Regions from separate parts of the Mus musculus genome. Here region 1 is linked to region 2. A link is a contact called in public Hi-C data. All regions are on one chromosome and are shown on one strand. The core of a region is the stretch at or near the end of the contact, and the rest is flanking DNA. Distances in the headings are between cores, read along the strand shown.

The links. A called contact is a pair of places that touch in the nucleus more often than the background predicts.
Region 1: a contact with region 2 is called in a Hi-C map of bone marrow-derived macrophages, with 10 read pairs. The contact joins the enhancer-like site here to the promoter of Gapt in region 2. A contact is called at or near these places in 8 of 39 promoter capture datasets (cranial neural crest, embryonic stem cells, frontonasal cranial neural crest and 4 more), 1 of 484 Hi-C or Micro-C datasets (bone marrow-derived macrophages), 2 of 115 datasets of contacts at active chromatin or transcription factors (fibro-adipogenic progenitors and microglia) and 1 of 9 other capture datasets (macrophages).

Annotation. Positions count from the first base shown.
Region 1 is chr13:111,416,566-111,422,036 of GRCm38.p6, forward strand. No RefSeq gene overlaps it. Among named protein-coding and RNA genes, the nearest start is that of Gpbp1, 71 kb to the right of the region's middle. Within about 2 kb of position 1,631, at least 3 of the 459 cell types and tissues checked have an H3K27ac peak or open chromatin away from gene starts, as enhancers often do. A contact at or near this core is called in bone marrow-derived macrophages, where this site is marked.
Region 2 is chr13:110,353,599-110,358,971 of GRCm38.p6, forward strand. Gapt (Grb2-binding adaptor, transmembrane) reads right to left here and starts at 3,574. Exons shown (of 3, transcript NM_177713.3): 1 at 3,486-3,574; 2 at 1,341-1,405; 3 at 1-917. The coding sequence starts at 529. The coding sequence ends at 56. Gm41058 (a long non-coding RNA gene) reads left to right here and starts at 4,846. Exons shown (of 3, transcript XR_873950.2): 1 at 4,846-5,014.

The sequences.
Region 1 (5,471 bases), core at 381-2,880, 1.1 Mb after region 2:
GAAGTAGTTTGATAGAACTCTGCACTAAACCCGTCTGGTAGGGGATTGGGGGTGGGTGGGTATGGGGGACTTTTGGTATAGCATTGGAAATGTAAATGAGCTAAATACCTAATAAAAAATGGAAAAAAAAAAGAAGTAGTTTAAAACTTTTGCCATGCTCTGATGTACAGCTTGTGTGCACACAGACTTCTTTACTTTCCTTTTAAATTTCCTTTTAAACTAGCACCATCCCATACCTAATAATCTGCAATTTTCCTTTTTCACTTAATATCTCAAGGGTATCCTCCAGGCAAAAATGTAGAGATCTTCATTTTTTATGTTTTTACAATAGTTCATATTATGCATGTAATACCTTATATAAAATCCCTTTATGAAAATTTATGTTGTTTCCAGTGGCTTTTTTGGTATACAGGTATATGATATACATTTGTCACTTATATATATAATATGTGGTTAAAAATACAAATACATATGTAGAAGCATATATTTAATATGAAATAGCACCAAAAAAAAATCAAAAATACAAAAACCACTAGAACTGTTGATATTGACACCCCCTCCAAAAGGAATGCTAGACCAGAAGGCGTTCAAATGTTTAGTTCTATTTTATAAAAAGGCCACATTATTTCCAGAATTCATATCCCCACCAAAACTCCATGAAAGTTCACATTTAGCCAGGCGTGGTGGCACATGTCTGTAATCCCAGCACTCGGGAGGCAGAGGCAGGCAGATTTCTGAGTTCGAGACCAGCCTGGTCTACAAAGTGAGTTCCAAGACAGCCAGGGCTATACAGAGAAACCCTGTCTCAAAAAAAGAAAAAAAGGAAGAAAAAAAGAAAGTTCACCTTTCCCCATGCACACACCAGTTCGGCATGCTGTCTCTTACCATACATAAACTTGGGATGGAAATCTAAGCATTACTGCTTTCTTGTTTTTACATGAGAAAATTAAGACCTAAACAAATTAGTTGCCTAAATAAATAACTACAAACTGAACTGAAATTTAGAGGTGCCCTCTAATTAGTCCTTCCCCTAAAACAGCTCCCTGAATTGACAGTGTGGTGGGCAGAACAATGGCCCCCACAGCTGTCCCATCCCAACCTCTTTAACCTGAGAATATGTTACCTTGCAAGGCAAGCACTTTCAAATATAACTAAAGATTCTTGAGAAAGAGGATCATGAAGGGCCAACCAATAATCAATATCAGCTATATAAAGTACAAAAGAACCTCACTTGGGGTTGAGTATAGCAGACGCTGTTGCAGTGTAATCCCCTAAAGGCTCATCAACTGAGCAATCAGTTGCAGGCTACTGATAACATTTGGGAAAGTTGTAGACCCTTTAGAAAATTGAGCCTTGCTGAGCAGTGGTGGCTCATGCCTTTAATCCCAGCATTCAGGAGGCAGGCGGATGGATCTCTGAGTTCAAGTCCAGAGTGCCTGGTTTACAGAGTGAGTTCTAGCACAGCCAGGACTAAGCACACACACACACACACATGCAACGACAACAAAAAATCTATGTTGAAAATTAAAACAAAAGAAAAGAAAAGAAGGAGGGAGGGAGCCTTCCTGGAGGAAGTAGTCAGACTTGTTTTATGCCTGGCCCTACTTCCTATTTACTCTGTGTCCTGACAGCAAATGTAACGTGATCAGCTTCCTTGTTTGTTCAGTCATCAGCCTTGTAGTTATACTAGGTCCAGCTGGTATGAAGCCATTGGACATTCTTAGACCAAATCACTCTGGTCAGAGAAAGTCTTCCAATATGGAGCCTGGATATCCTCTAGAGGGAGTATGTTGAGATGCCTACAGACTGTGCAGTATGCTCCAGGTTTCTCAGCGTTTGTAAACTGGTTCACTCATATTGGAGTGGGCCTTGGTGCAGCTGTCTTTGAGTAATTTCTGCTCCTGTAAGTAACCTCCTACCCAGATTCCTGTAAGTAATCCCAATAAAATGTATTGATCAAGTTTGGGCTTTGGTAATATCCATACTTTGGTAATGTTATGAGATCCCTGAAGGGGTGAGTAGACAAACGTGTGTTCTGTCCCCTAGAAAAAGTTGTCAGACACTAATCTCCTTAAGAAAAGAAGACAAAACTAATGATGAAAAGGCTTTTTGCTCAAATGGCCGATTTTGAGAATGAAAATGAAGTATTTTAACCCAAATTCTGGGTACTGACCTGAGCTGCAGGCCTAAGTAGAGAGTTGGGACAGGGGGTAAGGTAAGCATAACCTGTCCACCGTGGCTAAATTGTGGTCAAGCTTATTATTATGAGTCCTGGCTCTTCAGAGTGAATGAGCAAACCCTTACTGTCTCTTTGTTGCCCGAACCCAGCATATTCTGCTTACCGAAACTCAATCTTCCTTTAGAAACTGCATCTGGCCTCCACCCACCCACCAAAATTCTCCAAAAAGCATTAACCAAAGTGTCCACTCCTCCGCAACCATGAGTGTGTGACCTAGGCCTGGCCTATGCCTCACCTTTTCTCTGCTCTTCTCCACAGAAGGCAGAAGCAGAATTTCCCAGGGTTGCTAAGCTTTTTGCATTAGAAGGCAATTTAGCAAAAGTTACTAGAACGTGTGCTTCAAGAATCTGGTTTTGCCGGGCGTGGTGGCGCACACCTTTGATCCTAGCACTCAGGAGGCAGAGGCAGGCGGATTTCTGAGTTCGAGGCCAGCCTAGTCTACAGAGTGAGTTCCAGGACAGCCAAGGCAATACAGAGAAACCCTGTCTCAAAAAAAAAGGAGAGAAGAGAGAGGAGAGGGGAGAGGGGAGAGGGGAGAGAGGGGGAGAGAGCGGAGAGAGTGGAGAGGGGGGAGGGGAAAGGGAGGGGAGGGAAGGGGAAAGGGGAGGGGAGGGTAGAGAAGAGAGGGGAGGGGGGAGGGGAGGGAAGGGGAAAGGGGAGGGGAGGGTAGAGAAGAGAGGGGAGGGGGGAGGGGAGGGAAGGGGAAAGGGGAGGGGAGGGTAGAGAAGAGAGGGGAGGGGGAGGGGAGGGGAGGGGAGGGAAGGGGAGGGGAGGGGAGGGAATCTGGTTTTATGGCCATCTTCCACATCCTCTGAAACATCCTCTCATTAACTGGTCACAGACAGTTTTGAGATCTGAAGATGAGGCTGAGTTAGGGATACATTTAGCCTGCAGTGAGTGGGATATAGTTTATATTAAAGTGGATTTACCATACATGTGTAAAGTCGTCAGATAATAAGAGGTATGGAAATTATATATATGGCAGGTATGGCTGCACACTTTTAATTCCCAGAACAGAGGAGGCAAAGGCAGATGGACCTCAACCTCAAGTTCAATGCCAGTCTAATAGCAAGTTCCATTGTTTCCTCTCCCTCCCTCCCTCCCTCCTCTACCCTTCTGACACACACAGCATACACATATACAGTAGTTTTAAACATTTTTTTCCTCCTCAGTCTCACTATGTAGCCCTGCTTGGTCTTGAACTCAGAGATCTACCTTCTCTGCAGCATTGGGACTGAAGGTGTTCGAAACCATGACACTTTTTTTTCGAAGATTTATTTATTTATGTGTAAGTACACTGTAACTGTCTTCAGATACCCCAGAAGAGGGCATCAAATATCATCACAGATGGTTGTGAGCCACCATGTGGTTGCTGGGATTTGAACTCAGGACCTTCAGAAGAGCAGTCAGTGCTCTTTAACTGCTGAGCCATCTCTCCAGCCCACAAATGTAAATGTTCTATTGGGTTGCTTTTTGTTCTAATGTCTTGGAGACAGTGTCTTTGTGGCATAGGCTGGTCTTCATTTCCTAGGCTTAAGTAATCTTTCTATTTAATAAAAATAAAAGTTAAAGACTTGGTGTAGTGACACATGCCAGCAATTTCAGCATTGAGCAGTGCAGAATCAAGACTGGTTCAGATACATAGCAAGCCTAAGGCCAATAATGGACTGCATAAAACCCTGTCTCAAGAAGCAAAAAGTGCAAGAGTGGCCATATCACATACATGCTTGATGGAAATCTCTATATATTTTCCTAGTCATAGAACTGGAATTCTTCCTGTCCTTCCTTTCAGTTACTTTGGTGAACTCCGGAACCACAATGCCCTAAACTGACTATAGGACAAGCAGTTCTCTTCATAGTCATCCTTTGCTATTCATGAGGGACTGGTTTGAGGGACACTAAAGATATCAAAATCCAGATGCAAAGGTCACCTATATAATTGTATAACCTAAACATATCCTCCCAAATATTGTACATAATCTCAACATACTTATAATACCAATGCAATGTAAATGTCATAAGTTATTATCCTATTGTAGTATTTGGAAGATTGTGCATAGTCATTTTTTTAGATATTTTCAATTCATGATTGGTTGACTCTATACATGCCAATAAACAGGGCTGGCTGTATTGACCAAAGTTCAGATTCCAAACAGTAACAGGGAAAAGAACCTATATTTTCCTAGACCTATGAGCTACATGTAAATAGTACCCACTCTTTTAGTCAGCAGTACATGAACCCAAAAATTCATACAAGTTCATGTATTTTGTAAGAGGCATATCAAAAACTTAAAAATGCAAAAATGGCCTTACCATTCTAAATGATATAAATATATGCTCTGGAAAAAAAAAAGACAGTCATAGAGAAATACAATGGCAAATGATTATGGTGAAAGGCCCATGATAACTCAAGAACCCTGCTAAGTATAGAACTCACCCTCTTAATCAGGAAACTAACTGCCATAGTGCGAGTCGTTAACATTTCCTGAAGAATAAGAAATGAGCAAACATGGTACACTTGTCATGTAATTGTGATACTATTTTATAATGAATAGGGCCATTTGAAGTTGTATCTAAACAAGAGGTGGGGATATAATTCATATAGTTTATTGTACATGTGCAAGACAATTTGAACTGTAGAAAAATCTTAATATATAGAAATAGCAATTTAAGTCAAAGGATGCTCAAATTTTATAGTCTTCCTAAGCTGTTTTGCAACATTATGACACTTGAGGGCACCAGAGCTCAATGTTTTCTTCCAGTTTCAGTTTGTTTGTTTTTCCAAATTTTGTTGGGCATGGTGGCACAAATCTGTAATCCTAACACCTGGCAAGTGGAAGTAAGGTCATCCTTGTCTATGCAGCATGTTTGAGGCCAGCCTAAGCACACTGACACACACACAGGCAGGGGAAGGTAGTTCATTCTCAAGAGTTCACACCTCTTCAGTGGGCCGTTAGACAAAAAGATGTTTTTCAAGCCATGGTGTCCCTGTGTAACTGCCCATCCTGGAACTTACCAAGCAGACCAAGCCTCCAACTCAAGAGATGCAACTGTCTCCGTACTCCGTACTCGCTGGATACCATTATAGGTTTTGTTTTGGTTTTTTGTTTGTTTTTTCCAGACAGGGTTTCTCTGTGTAGCCCTGGCTGTCTTGGAACTCACTTTGTAGACCAGGCTGGCCTCGAACTCAGAAATCCGCCTGTCTCTGCCTCCTGAGTGCTGGGATTAAAGG
Region 2 (5,373 bases), core at 2,324-4,823:
TCGGAGGCCTGGTGATGGGTTTTCCTCCAGCAACGAGTCTCAGTTTGTTGAAAAGCTAGTCGCAATCTGGAAGGATGTATATATCGTCATCTTGAGGCGGAGGAGGGCTAGGTTTCTGGAAGTTATAATAGAGGGGGTCCGTTTGATTCCCGTAGACGTGTTCCTCGAGATTAGACGGCTGCGTGTTTTCATACAGGGCCTTCTCAGTTGTCCCTTCAGTGCAGGGAGGGCACACTTCCACATTTTCATAGTTGCCATGCATCTTGTTTCTCTTGGCAGTAGACTTGTGGCCTTTGCTTTCCACCGAGGCTTTCATGCTTGGGCTAATCACGTAGGCACTCGAGCTGACGGTTTTTGTGACGTCTTTCTGCCTGCTGCTTCTCCTTTGCATAAACTTCGGTAGGGTAAACGGTGTGCTTTCCCTGCGATTCCAGTGCCAAGCACATCCAATCCCACAGAGCAGCAAGAGGACTAGGAGGGAAACGCCTACAGCCACAGCCACCGGAGAACTCTCAAAGCATTCCAGCATTTCTGCACAGTTGCTGTTCCGTGGTTTGGTGTGGTTAATCAATTCACAGGCACAAGCAGAGGCAGTTTCTGGTCGCCCGTGGTGGCTGCGGTTCAAAACCGAGGTGGAAGGCTCCTGCAGGCATTTCTCTTCCAGATCTCAAAGGACATTACTGGCAAAGTCCCGATGCAACTGGACGACGTGAGACTGAACAAATTCAGTCTCTGAAGGTGACCGATTACTGTATCACCATCCCTGTACACTGGAGCTGAATTGGAGGGAGGGGGGTGGATTTTTAGTCCTCTCCACTTCCTTTACCCTTGGTGGATCACAAAATGAAGCCGAGGTGAGCAGAGAATTACAGCACAGCAGAAACCTCAAGAAAAGGGAGGTGCCGTCCAGAAACCTGCTATAAATTAAAAATATATTAACTGTATTCTTAGTACCTCATGAGATTATAAATTTACCACATCTATCAAATGTGTTAGACGTCCGTATTGTCAGTTCTTGCTTTTGATATTGAATATAGCACGAGCTGTTTTGAAACGAGAGTGAGGAATCTACCCCTGCCCAAGCATAGTTGTTTATATTAGTCGATGACTTTTAAGCAAAATGTAAGGTTCTCCCAGCATTGGGAGGAACAGGATAAAACTATCCATGTGTGCTCTGTCCATTGCTTCCTGCCTCTCTGCGAAGCCTGGCCATCCTCCTTTGGAGTGGACAGAGGCTGTGTTGACTCCCTAGTTACTCCTCCCTCTAGAGTCTTAAAATAATTAGCTCATTCTCTAGCAGAGAGTGGTACCCTAAATGTAAGGAAATTCTTCCCTCCTACCTGGTCTCAAGAGCAGCAGGACTCAGCTCTTTTCATCTTTAGATTCCTAGAGCAAATTCGAACACCTAGTACAGAAAATGAACCCAGTCACTATTTATTTGAATAAAAGAGAGCATTTTTTAAGTGACTCCCAAATTCAGCCACTCAATTCAGCTTAACTGACACTTTAAGAGGGAAGATTTTAAAGGGTGTATAGATTATTCTGAAGTTTATTTAAGAGATCTTTTAAAAGTGAAGTAACATATCTTTGTAAACACTTTTAATCACAAATGCAACAAATGATTTTCACTTAGTTGAGGTGATGTTTGAAGTGTTCCCTTGAACCTTTAAAGTATCAAGGAAGGTGACACAAAGTATTCCATCAGACAGAATTTTCTACTGCGATTATATCCACCAAGTATTCTTATTATATGTTTCAAGTGAGACACAGGAATAGTGACAGCCCATATGTTCAATATGTTTAACAGTGACTATAATACTTCTTACCATTGTCTACTGAGCATCACCAACAATCATATTTAATTAGGGGCATATCTTAAATCAGATTTCAGTCACTTTCCTGTAGATTGTCACACTTAACCCTAGAGCATTCATGTGGGATGCTATTGCTATCCTCACCTTACAGAAGATGAAATGGAGGATTCTAGATAATAACTCCCTAGCAACGAGTAAGCTGTATTTATCTCCTAGACACTGGCACTGGGACTAAGCACAGGAGATCTAGTACACTAAATATCTGCTAATAGACAGAGGGATTCATTCCTAGCCATACTAACAACAATGAACAGCAAGGAAAAACCCACAAAGCAGTTCCCTGCCCTCAGTGAGGGCACATTTCTAATGCCGACCTCTTAGAAATCTGTTCAAGGTCAGATTATACCAAGGCAAAAAGGTTCAGTTTTGCATTTTATATGAACAAATGGAGCATAGCGTGTAGCTTGCTTATAATAAACTCTCTTTGATAACTATTTAGGGACAAACACCTCCAATCCATATATCTCTCAAATTCCTTGGGGTCCTGGAGGGTTGTTGATACAGCATGGCTGAGCATAGAATTATCTAGTCACCATGTAGTGTTAACAGTCTGAGCTGTTCATAAGGGCTCGTGCCTGTGCAATCCTGGTACAGGGAAGCCGAGGCTAGATGGGATACAGAATGACACCCTGTGTCAAAACCAGCACATTTTATTGTCTACAGTTAAAATGATAAAGATAGCATACAGAATGGTGGTAGTCAGTAAGCGTAAGCAATTATGAGCAAGACGTAATGATGTAGGCATGAAAAGTCATAACAAAGTACACTATCATATCTACCAGCTTAAAATTAATAGAGCTATAGATGATGAAGTCCTCTCACTCTTACAAGGGCAGACATGATACAAAGGCTACATACAGATATTTGCCTAATGATTTCTATAAATAAAAGCCTCGTTTCCTTTATGGGCAAATGAGAATGGATCTTAATATGTTGTAGCATAAATAATTGCACACACCCTATCCAGAATGTGTGAGATGCATTTCCAGAGGAAATTTCACTGAATCTGTTTTCGAATGTGCTAGGCCTCCAAGAGAACAGAATGGGACTTTCTGCATGATTGGCTGCTGTCCCCTGGGCAGGGTCAGAGAAGCAAAAGGCTCCCTCTTTGTTTCTGAAAGAATTTATCTTAGTTCTATGCAGAGCAGACATCGTTTAGTATAAAAATCACAACAGTAATGAAATGCCCTAGTATAACGCCTACATGAGACTTGCTCTGCCCAGCTTGGAAGCTCTTCTCACTTTGGAAAGCAACAGTTTCTGCAAACTAACCAAAAATTATTCACTTGTCTTCAGATCACAAGTTCTTCCTAGAGTAGACCTTGCAAAGCAGACAGCACACTTCCTTCAGGTAGAATGGCAGGCACAGGAAAGGGCTGATTAGTGTAGCATGGTCCAACCTCACCAGCAACGTGCAAATTGTTTTCTCCACTATGACTGAGCCCGAATCATCCATTAACACACACACACACACACACACACACACACACACACACACACACACACCACCACCACCACCACCACCACCATCACCACCACCACCACCACCAAACAAGTTGTTTTGAAGTAACAAAATGTCACTACTTGGTTACACATGAATCCATTTCTTACCTTTTTCCATTACCCAAAAACTTTCCATCAGTTGGACTCACATGAAGCCTGGGAGTGTCCAACTCTGTCTGTCACTTTTCATCAAACTTTCTTCAGCTGAGAATGGTTCCTCTTTTCATTCTGGTCACTTACTTCCTTCTTTGGCTCCTCCTCCCTTCAGTGTATTTAATACTTGCAAAGTTTCCTGGTTCGTGAGGAAGTTGCCGTCAGATACTGCAGAATTATAAATGACCCTCCCTCTTTGTAGGTGGAACTTTTTGAAGTGTATATTTCATTAATATGTCAAACCTAGATGATTTTTCTTTTTTGAACAATTTTACCATGTTCACTTTAGAATCAATCATGTAGTTTGTTTTCTTCAAAGAGGTTTTAAAACTCATAATAACATAGGCCTTGAGTATTTTTGTTTCTTTGCTTTGTGATTGGTGGAACAATCCATATTTAAATATGAAGCTACAATGCACAACCCTAAAATTAAATATCTGCTGAACTAGTGCCCGTATGTTGGTTCAGAATGTGTTTATTATGTTGTTGTAATTGTTATTGATACCATCATCACCATCACATTCATTAAATAAAGGTTTCCCAAAGAACGTCCTGAGGCATACTACTCTGGTATACTATTTGACTGATTTTCATGAGGTAAACTTGTCAAGTATCTTTTATTAGGAGACTCACTAGCACATAGGGATGTTACAGATTGGCAGAAATCTGATAGAAAGCAAACTAAATCCAGCAAGAAAGAAAAAAAATGCTTTATTTTGTTAAGTAAGAGTAGTTAGTTCATTCCTAACACTAGGTATCATAAGCCTTTAGTGTAATACCCAAGAAATTCTTAGAGGAGAAATGCCACCATTAATCTTAGTTTATAGGCAGAAGCACAGCGGTAGAATGTCTACTCCCCAGAGACATGGACCCAGCGCTGTGAGAAGAACCACTGTTCGTCATGTAATGGACTGCCTGTCAAGCTTCCACATAGAATCTTTCTGTCTTATCATCTCTAAGAGCCAGCCCCATGGAAGGGGGCGGTGGGGAGAACTGCTGAATCGAACAGATACTAAGTGAGTTAGATAGATGATGTAGAAATAGTCACGGAAATATTGCCTTTTAGACTGTGTCAGAACTCCTTTGATCAAATAGGATTAACCTTGTATAAACTGGTTTAAAAGAAGAGGGAGGCCAGGGATATAGATTAGAGGCGTGTGTAAGGTTCTAAATTAAATTGCCAGAGCTACGGGGATGGAGCAGTGAATACACGCCCTGAAGCTCCTGAGACCCAAAGAAGGAGAAGCCACTGGGCCCACACAACATTTAAGACCTTAGAAGGAAGGCAAAGAAATATACAGTTCTAGAGAACAACAAAGAGCAGGAAGACAGATGCACGGCTCTCAGTGGACAGGAAATGAAAGCCTGAAACCAAGTTAGTGGGCATGAGAAGAGTTTACTAAGGCAAGAGTAATCCGGTGGGGCAGGGAAGCTGGGAGAGCAGCAAGTGAGCCACTTTTCCTGATGCACTTAAATGCAGTAAGGTATGAGCTGACCTCTCTCTCTCTCTCTCTCTCACTCTCTCTCTCTCTCTCTCTCTCTCTCTCTCTCTCACACACACACACACACACACACACACACACACACACACATGCACATGCACGGGCACACACTCACACATGCCCACATAAATATGCACATGTGCGTGCATAGATGCACATACAAACAGATGAACACACATTTGTGTGAATGTATATAGTCTCCTCTAAAAGTGCAACTAAGGCAAACTAACTAACTCCTCTTGAAATGTATTAAGGACTAAGAAATCAGAGGGCAGTTACCTGGCTCTTACCTCAAATAGGAACCTTTTTTAAGTAGCAGAATTTATCTTCAAGATTATGGA